Linked DNA regions of Anas platyrhynchos: region 2 is linked to region 1. The links are chromatin contacts, called in public Hi-C maps. All regions are on one chromosome and are shown on one strand. Each heading gives the region's core, a stretch centred on a gene start, on an enhancer-like site or on the middle of the called end of the contact. The rest is flanking DNA. Distances are from core to core; before and after follow the strand shown.

Region 1 (5,065 bases), core at 365-2,864:
CTAACTCCAATTACCTCTCAGCTACACAGATGTTTCCTCATTTAGATATTCAGTGCGTGGCCATGTGTCACCCCCACTTTCCCGAGCATTTCAGCTTATATTACATCACTTCGACGTCCTTCCTGTGGGCGAGCCCTCTGGGTTAATATGTCCTTTTGGGTAACAAATTGATCGCTACAGAGATATGAGTGATAGATGGACGCAGCATCTACATTATCTGCGCTGGTAATACACATGCAAATGTGAAGGATGCATATAAGGCAGAAATGAAAGGAGCAGTTTGAGACAAGGAGGCTGATGTGAAGACACTATCAATTTCTCTAGCCCACACCATTCCCACTGATAAGTCAGTGCTTCGGCGATGAATCACTCTGCTCCTGATCTCAAATCGCCCAGAAGTTGGTGAGCCCACAGTTTGGTCTATAAAGAGGGAAATGGCTTAGTCAGGGAACCGAGGAGGGTTCCCCACTTTGTAAATACTCGCTCTGTGCCCCCGTGTTTTTGTGCAAGACGAAGGCTGAAGCGTTCAGCTCCAGTTGTAAGCAGGTCTTCAGCTGCGACAGCAGCGAGTGCTGCAAAATGCACGGGGAACTTCCTCGCTGAGGGATTATTCCCGGGGGCTTTAGATCATGCATTTCAGGCGTGCTACGGCACTCGGTGAATGCCTTTTATTCAAGCTAAGTGCAGAAAGGTGGGCTCTTAGCAAATTCCCATACACGAACGATTTACAGAGGGGCTCTCACGTCATTCCGAGCTCTTCGGAGATGAGGCAAAGGAAAAGACGGGGGGAAAGCAGCGAAACGGGATTCAGACAGGTGCCGGCAGCAGGTGCTGCCCCCTGCTCCCGGAGCCCCCCCCTCCGAGCGGCAAGGGCCCGGGGGTGCCGCCGAGAGGGCTCCGGGCCACGGCCGTCGGGGGGACCCGAGGGGGATCTGGAGTAGGAACCGGCGCCTTATGCACAACTCGGGGCTCCTGCCGAGCTCCGACCCGCTCTGCCCCTGGAAGGAGAAGGAGAAGGAGAAAGAGAGGGAGAAATAAAATGAATTAGGCTGACCCAGCCCGCTGGAGGGGGAAGCGCCGCCGGCGGGGGGCTCGGGGCCGTCGGGGGGCGGCGGCAGAAGTTGGCGGGGGGCTGCGAGGGGTCCGGGGGGAGCCGCAGCCCCCCGGGGGCGCCCGGTGCCCCGCCTCGGAGCCCGGGGGGAGGCCGGCGGAGCGGAGCGGGGCGGAGCGGGGCGGGAGCCCCCCCGGAGCCGCCCGCGGGGACCCTCCCTCCGCTGCCTCCCCGCCGCCTCCCCGCCCCGTCAGAGCCGCCCGGGGAAGCGGCGGAGGAGCAGCCTCGCTCCCCGGAGCCCCCCTGGAGCCGCGGCGATGCTGAGGGAGGAGGAGGAGGAGGAGGAAGGGCGCTGGTAGAGGGGCGGCGGCGGCGGGGCCGCGCTGCTGCCCCCGTCGGGGGGCACCGGGGGTCTTCGAGGGGCAGCGGGGGGAGACCGGGGGGCACCGGGGGAGCACAGAGGGGGGACACCGGCGCCCCGAGGGGTGGGTTTTGGGGGCGGCCATGCGCTGAGCGCCCCCGCTGCCGTCCATGGGGCGGCGCTGAGTGTGGGGCGGGGGGGGGGGGGGGGCTGCAGCATGAAGTCCCTGCTCTTCGGCCGCTTCCTCCTGCTGCTGCCCTGGGTGCTCGTGGTCATCATCGTGCTGGACATCGACAGCAGCCGCCCGCCGCTGCCCCCGCGGGCCGGAGCCGGGGCTGATGGCGGGGCTGGGGGGGGGTCCGGTGTGGGTGTGCGCGGCCCCGAGGCGGCGCTGCCCACCATCTACGCCATCACGCCCACCTACAGCCGCCCGGTGCAGAAGGCCGAGCTGACCCGGCTGGCCAACACCCTCCGGCAGGTGTCGCGGCTCCACTGGATCCTGGTGGAGGACGCGGCGGCCCGCAGCGAGCTGGTGAGCCGCTTCGTGGCGGCGGCCGGGCTGCCTTGCACCCACCTGCACGTCCCCACGCCCCGGCGCTACAAGAGGCCGGGGCTGCCCCGGGCCACCGAGCAGCGCAACGCCGGCCTGGCCTGGCTGCGGCAGCGCCACCAGCACCTGCCCCCCCCGCAGCCCGGGGTGCTCTTCTTCGCCGACGACGACAACACCTACAGCCTGGAGCTCTTCCACGAGGTGCGTGGGGCTCCCCTCGGGCAGCGTCCCCCCCCCGAAAATCTCCTCCCTCCTTCCCCCAGCCCTCTGCCCCAGCCCCGACGCCCCGCGCCGCCGCGGTGTTTTGGGGCACCCCGCCAACTTGCGGAGGGGTTTTCTGCTCCTCCCGGCAAGTTTCGGGTCCCCCAGGCTGTGCTCTCGCTGCCCGGAGGCAAAAAAGTGCTCCAGGGCCAGGCACCGAGCTGCCCCGTCCCTCCTTCGGGGCCGTCCCCTGCCGCCCCGACTTCCCCGAGCCCCCCGCCCCTACAAGCAGCCCCTACGAGCAGCAGCAGGCTGTCCCCGTAAGGACCAACCAGCCCTTCGGCAGGCTCCTTCATGAAGAAATGTGCTTTCAGCCCCCCGGTGAAGGGCTTTGCTCCCTCTCGGTGGGAACTGGTGAGGATTTGGGGGAGGTGATCCGGCTTTCTGTCTCATTTCCCCTGGCAGGAAGGAGGGATGCTTAATAATAATTAATGGATGTAAAGCAGCAGCAGGACGAGCACTCACATCTCCCGTGACATTTGGGAGGGTAACCTTGGCAGGATGGCGTGGGAAGGGGACGGGACAGGAGGCTGGCAGGCAGGTGGGGAAGGTGAAGGGCTCGGGACGGATCCTGAGCCCTGCCTCTCCCCGGCAGGCGGTGCGGTGTAGAGCAGCGAGCAGCCCCGATCTGCACTTCACAGGCATCGTGCTCCCTCAGATGTTTTCCTCTTGGTAGGCTAAGAGGATCGTGGCGCACAGAAATGTGAAGCACGTGAAATTCCCCAGAGCGGGTTATTTTAGAAATGCTTATGTTGGCTTGTGTTTAGATTTGTAGCGCATCCGCTTCCACTGTCTGCGTGTTGACAGGTACGAGGTCCCGTTGAGCAGAGATGCCCTAGTTCCCAGTTTAGCATTTGGCATCAAAACTGCTAATTGGGGGACCTCTGCCTGGGGGCTAAGCCCCTGCTGTGCTTGATTTCCTTAAGATCTCACGGCTGTGCTGGGGGTGTTATGAGGCGGAGTAATCCCATATACTGATCATCAGTGGGATGGGAGTGCCCGTCTCTGCTCGGAGATGTGAAACTAACCTCATTCTTTCTAAGGGACTCTGTGAATTGATTCAGAAAATGCACTTTCACACCACAAGTAGTGTGAGAGAAAATACCTGGAGGTGAATCTCTACTTTTTTTGGAGTGCAAGTGTTTAGGGCAAACTAAAGGAACAGCATGGCAGGCGTGTCACCTGAGTGGCCCACAGCTATTGGGGTCTGTGCCAGATTTATTCTTTTATTATTCCCTGTACTGTTGTTCTAATTGTTGTGGATGATGAAATGAAAAGCTACAAGTGATCTCTCGGTCACAGAATGCATGAAGGCAAAGGAATAAATGTCTGAAGGGCTGACCTTAGAAATTACCAATGGAGCAGGCGACCTGTGCTCCCTCCTGCTGGCAGGAGCAGTAACCTCACACCTGCAGCTGCGCAGCCCCACGGCTTCTCTTTGACCAGGGTTCAGCCACTGTGCAGGAGGTGTTTGTTTTGAATCCTACAAATGAATGAGTTCTCCTTGTGAGAGGTAGCAGCTGGAAAGCTCCAGTGCAGGAGCCGAGGAAGAGCTCCTGCTCCAGCTACCACTGTCGCCTGGCACTGCCGATGGGCGGTGTGTGGGGCAGGTCTCTGGGATGCCACTGACAGTAACTCCAGGAATAAATGTCTTGTCGGCCTGGCCAAGTTAACCAAAGTCTCCTGGCAGCATTTGCCGGCTGGATGTGCCTTTCTGACAAGTGGGAGGTTACATTTGGAGGGAGCTAGTAGCCTTGTTTTCAGTCTAGGCACTGCTTGAAATTTTATTTCTTGTCTAAAAAAAAAAAAAAAAAAAAAGGAAGGAAAAAAACAACTTCTCTGTGGTTACGGATTCTGGCTTGACAGCTCTGTAGTAAATCCTGCTCTCTCCTTCAGGGATTGATTGATTTATGGGGGTAAACTGTGCTTCTCTTCTCCAAGCACAAAAAGAGCAACTTCAGAACGTGTTGCATGCAGAAGGACTCCAGCAGTAACTCCGTCGTGGAAGTGGTGTAAAGAAGCCTGGGAGGGAGGTGTTTTCTGCCTGCTCTTGGTTACCTTACCAGGTGGATTCTCCAGATGGGCAGTTGCCTAATCCCGAGGTCTGATTAACTATAGTCTGCTTACCTGGGAGAGCAGTGCAAACATGGAGCAAGGAGAGAGGAGCTCCAAGTGCTGGTCCCACCTGCGTTGGCTGGGTGGCCTCCAGCCCCAGGCCAAGGGATGGGTGGGGTGGTGTCAAGTGTGTGTTTCACTCACAGGTCTGTTCGTTTATATATGTAGTCAGAAAGGGGCAGGGGATGTGCCAGCTGGATGCAGGTTGGTGTCACCATCTGCAGTAAATCTGGTGCTTTTATAATGGTTTATTTTGTAGGACATACACTGGCACGTGTGTGTGTAGCTTAGTGTTTGACTGGCAAAAGTACTTCCTCGCTGTCAGGCTGGAGGGGGCTGAGCATGTTTAGTTGTAGCTGGTGTCTTTCCACTGCTACTGTATTGCCCGCTGGCTGAGCTCGGGCTAATCCTCATGAAAAGGCTTTGGGGAAAGGAGCAATTGGCTCAGGGGTTGTAAAATTACTTGGAGAGCTAAGTGTGGCTACGGTTATGATCAAGAAATATTTCCAGGAGTGGAGGCGTGGCTTCTTTAAGTTATCCCCAGCTCTTTTCACCTGAGAGTGTAACGGTGCTCAGGTGAAAAATCATGCTTTTACTTCAGTGCTGCTGGGTCTGGTGTATTGTTTTGTCATTTATTCTTTTGGGATCCAGACCTCAAAAATGATTTATTTTTTTTCCTGGCTCAGATATGATGTGTTTGCCTGGAGGTGTCCAACTGCATCTCTCC
Region 2 (5,158 bases), core at 1,061-3,560, 94 kb after region 1:
AAAAACAACTAAAAACTGCTAATTCACATTATCTAAAACACCTTCACATGGCAGTAACAAAGCAACCTCGCCTGTCAAGAACTGCCATGATATAGTGCAACTCCAGCTGGCCAACACTAGTAGGAAATGTTATCTGGTATAGGTTTTAAAATAATAGTTAATTTTCTTCATTTGAAAGCCATTTAATACAAGCTTCTTACTGGAATGGCTGGGCTGAACTTCACCAACTTGCTATGTTGCTGCTATCAGGGTACCATTTCTGATACCAAATCCACTTCAAATAACTTCTGCCGTTTAAGATACAGTTAACTGCTTAAAAATATCTTCCACCTCTTTCATCACAGGCTAAAGACAAGGCAGGTAGAAAAGCCACAAGACTTTTAGTGCAATGTGCTTACAGTGGCCCCTTCCAGCAGTCCATGAAGCCTCTCAAACACTATCTGGGTACACCCAAGGAAACACTAATCCAAAGGCAGATTGCTGCTTCAAAGATGAGAACTATTTGTTTCATTTAAACTTTTCCTCTTCTATGTTGTCTATTGATTAGACTTAAGTTTACTTTTCAGTTCTTACTAGGTAGTTAGGTAAGGCCAGCTGCTACCTCCTATTTTCTAGAAAACTTACCACGACTAGGTTATTCTTGTGAACATTTGGCAGTCTTTGTTAGGATGGTCTGACATTAGCAATTAACCATTACAATAACCAGTACTGAATACAACCACACGTGGCTTATCGTGCAGATTTGGTTGTGTTTGTAGCTGAAGAAGCAGAAAGGCAATAAAATTTCAATTTGAAATTTAAGCTTTACAAGCGTCATAAAACCCGAACAGAAACTTGTATTTGCGATGTTGCACATTCACATGAATTAATTTGGATTCCTGGATGTTAACTGGAAAAAAAGCAAGTGACGTTTCCCCGGGGTTGGAAGTGGCTGGGCCAGCTAGCTTTCTCTGGGCCACATCCTGCACTGTGCCACTGCACCCAGCAGGAAAAGCCCCAGGAGAGGAGGAGGAAGAGAGGACATACGTGGTTATAGGGTCTGTCTTCCCATACAGCTGATATGTGTACTGAGGGCCTGCCTTCCATGAAGCAGCCGGACAGCTGCCTGCCGAGGGGAAGCAGTGAATGAACTCCTCGGTTTCCCTTGTGCACAGGGCTTTTTCCTTTCCTTATTCAGCTGTCACTGTCTCAACCCTCAAGTCTGTTCACCCTCCTGTTTTGTCCCCATTTCACAGGAGAGGGGAGTGAGAGCTCGGGTGCACGTTTGGCTGCTCACCGGGGTCAGCCACAGCCGGATTCACCGGCATCCAGGAACGGGGTCAGGTTGGGATCAGAAACTAGAATTTAACCAGATGCACAGAAACATCACTGAACACGACATACTTCAAGTATTTAAGTAGTCTTTTATTAGAGACCATTTGGACTTTTAGAATGAAATTAGTACAGCCACAGGGCTCCACATTTCCTGACACGTCTCAAGTGTTCTTGCTAGAAATTGCCAGGTAACTTGGGAATTTCAGAAGCAAACTGGGGAGCTTTTTTTCCCCCCTCTTCCAGTAAACATCCATGCCCCTATATAGTTACTGCACAGAACTTCTCCCTGCTTGCAAAAACATCCACAGCTCCCAAAAGATGAGAATATCTCAACATCAGAATTCAGCTGCTTTTAAAAAGCAATAAAGCGCCTGAAAGCCACTGACAATTTTAAACACAAATCTTCACATAAGTTGATTTTCATCCAATTTTTAAGCTGCTGAAGTGATCTGTCTTCACACGACGCATATTCTAAGATGATTTCCAAGTATGAATTTTGTGAAAAATAGCCATCATTTTCATGTGTTTTTCTGTTGAACCAGATGCTTTCCCTGAACAGGTTTCAAAGATTTTCCCACTTTTCCCTTTCCAGGGCATGATTTCTGATGGTATGTTTCTCCTCTGTGTTATTTAAACTGGACGCGTTCCAGTGCATCACAAGCGGTACCACGGGCCGAGGTCCATCAGCTCCTGCAGGTCCAAAGTCGAAATACAGCTACACGCTTAGCCAAGGGCAGGAGCACTTCCCACACAGATATATCAAAAAAAATAAAATCTAGAAGGAAAGAAGGCAAATATTACAGGTAACAGAGCACTAACTCCTGTGCATCTCAAAATAGTCCACAGCAAACTTCTCCAGGCCAGCATCATCCATGCCTTCTGCCACAGTCCGGCTCCGTGGCTCTTCCCTTTGCTCCAATGTCACCGACTAGGAGTACACTGCTCTGCCTCCAAAAAGCACAGCTGGCTGACAGACTGTATTTGTCAAATAACTGGCTCCATCTTGTGGAATAGAGAATTAACTGCAAGGAGATTTACACTGCTGATGGTCACCAGCCAGTTCCTGAAGAGTCACTTCTTCTGCCAAAGCTTCACCAAAGGCTGGGTGGCTGCACCACGTCAGCGTGCTCGTGCAGTGCTCTCTCCACGACTTCCCCACGCAATCTGGGCCATGTAAGTGCTCTGCTACTCCAGACTTCAATGAAGTTACCCATGAACATTTTCCAGAAGCATCTCTCACTTCCCCATGGTGAGATTCAGATAACAATTGGGAACAGAAAACAAGCGTTCTTATGTATCAGATATATAGAAAACAGAAAAATATGTAAGCAGCAGTTGTATTTTGTGTGGTTCAACAAGCAGCACCACTAACACAAGAGTCCTGCCTCCACTGGCCACACGGGGAAGAAGAAAAATACGAGGCAGAACCACAGAGACTCCTATCAGTTCCTCCCCTCAAGGCAACGCACTTGAGACAGGGATTAAATCAAGATGAGACTAAAATGCTCAAAAGCAGCACTAGTACTGTCACATGCGTTCAGTATTTCCCTGCTCTTTCAGAGACTCTCTTACCAGCCCCACTGGAAGCTGCTCAGATCCCCGGAAAGAAGAATCCCATCCACTACCTCCTACCACGTATGGTTCAGACTCTCACACACACACACACACACACACACAACACAAAACATGCACACAAAAAGCACCCCAGAACCAAAAAATAATGCAACTACAATCTTAATCATGCCTATTCAATCAGTTAAGTCTTCAAGTCAGGAAGAAGAAGCCGTGAAGAAATACATCGGATTTTGTGAATTAAGGACAGGATCTCAGAAAGAGCAAAAATCTTGAGGATCTTACACAAAGGTCTTTACGCAAGGGAAATTGTGCAAGAACCACAACACATGAATCTTTACTCTTGAATAAAGACTTCTTCGAGGACCTTGAACCTTTAGTCTTTACAAACAGAAGATATGGGACTATTTACCTACCACCTGCTGCACTGGGTTAGTTCCTGATTAAAGGGAACAAACAGCCTGAAGCAATCTTGTGCCACAGTACGCTCATTCTCCTGCCTTTCCCCACAGTAAGCTCTTTCTTTTCCTGTGCAGCACAGGCTTCCCTGCTTTACCTTTATACTCAAAGGCTAAGAAAATCACATGAGTGCACTCTTCTTGTTCTTTTCAGATGTGAAAGCACCCAGCAAAAAGCTCTTTTATATTGAAAAAAAAAGGTGACAGAAGTTTGTAGCTTAAACAGATCTGCAGAACCACAGAACGGGTTGTTCCAAATCGTTATTAGAAATCTCTCATAGCTGGCTTAGTAATAAGCCTGTACTTTGACAGTTGTGACAAACATGACACTTGGGACATTCAGTGACCAAGTAGGAAAGAGGACCAAAGGCAGATTTACAACAGGTTTCACTGAAGCTCAGTCCTGATCGTGAGACTCTTCCTCCATCAGGAAAAGGAGAGGTCACATCACCATTTCCAGCAGGCTACATACAATTACCAGCAAACTATGCAAACATCTCGTGGTGTTATCACACCAGTTACCTTATCCCATCCACATGCAAGGCGGAGCTGCTTCTGCCACGGGACAGGTTCAGGTCTGAGGGTGGCTCCAGTCCTTAGTTTATGCCTCCCTTAGACCTTGCTATTCTCAAAGCAGGATTTGGGGTGATTTTGACACAGTCAAGGCCAGGACCTGAGAACAAACTTAAAGTTTGCTACTGTTAGCCAAAATCTGGTAAGTGGCATAGAGCTTCAAGGACAGGATTCCCTCAAGTTTGTCTCTTCCATCTGGATAACCATTTTTCACTGAAGTCATCCACAACGCCCCTAAGCTTGGTTTTATTCCCAACTCTGAAGCAGCCATGCAGCGGCTTTCTGAACAAGACTCTCCCCCTGCGCAGCCTGCCCCACCTCTGCAACTGGGAGAGAAATCCTTATCAGCCTGTTTTAATTAGCCCTTCAGCTCACTAATGCTTGCTTCCACAGCATCAGTAAGTGTTAAGTGTTTTAAAGAAAGACAGCATCCCTATTCCAACAAGTGTATAAAGCCTTAACTAGAACGGTACCACAATGACATGAAACTTATTCTAGTTCTGTATAAGCCACAAAATAAAGTGTACCTGATTCAGTTGACTTACCTGATAACCACACAGAGCTTCAATGGAAAATAAAAAAAAATCAAAGCTCTGACTACGTTAACTCTGGAGTACACTCAAGTCATACAACAATTCAAACATCAAACTCTGTATTTGGGAAGCTTCTTAGGAATATGAGCAGTACGCAAATCAGGACTGGCTACTTACAGCTGTTGAGGATACACAGGAAAAGGCAGTTTGTTCTTGAAATGAACAGCATTCTACTCATGCCAAATTGCTACTAGATAAGAAATTTTGTAAGAGATGGAATCCAAGTATTTTGGCCTTACTAACAGCCAGTTACTGAAAGTCTGAGTTTGATTGGCTACAACCACGAGGTGTCTGTTTTTCCAAAATAAATAACAATAATAATGTCACCAAACATTAGGGAATGATTTGATGCAAACGCTAAGTTGTTTACCAAATGAAAACACGGTATTTCCAAGTTCAGTGTGAAGTTATACACATCCATCCATCCCATATGCGGCCCGCCAGTCTTCATGGGATATTAACAGAAAAGAGAGATCAAGAATGGCTTTTGGGAGGTTTATTCCCAAAGTATCACCAAGATTTCCTGCTCATCTTATTTCTAAGATGATGATGTTTAAATAAACACATTCCCCATTGAAACACTGTGCACGGGACACTGCCCCAGCGTTCCTCTCAGCCTCACAGGCTAGGAGCATACCGCAGCATCCC

The links. A called contact is a pair of places that touch in the nucleus more often than the background predicts.
Region 2: a Hi-C map of subcutaneous adipose tissue shows a contact between it and region 1, with 2.9 times the contacts expected there. The contact joins the enhancer-like site here to the promoter of B3GAT2 in region 1. A contact is called at or near these places in 3 of 8 Hi-C or Micro-C datasets (liver, skeletal muscle and subcutaneous adipose tissue).

Annotation. Positions count from the first base shown.
Region 1 is chr3:89,821,542-89,826,606 of IASCAAS_PekinDuck_T2T, forward strand. It overlaps B3GAT2 (beta-1,3-glucuronyltransferase 2), which reads left to right and starts at 1,615. Exons shown (of 4, transcript XM_038176568.2): 1 at 1,615-2,163. The coding sequence starts at 1,630.
Region 2 is chr3:89,914,636-89,919,793 of IASCAAS_PekinDuck_T2T, forward strand. All of the region lies in intron 1 of SMAP1 (small ArfGAP 1), which reads right to left. Among named protein-coding and RNA genes, the nearest start is that of SMAP1, 13 kb to the right of the region's middle. Within about 2 kb of position 2,311, at least 3 of the 8 cell types and tissues checked have an H3K27ac peak or open chromatin away from gene starts, as enhancers often do.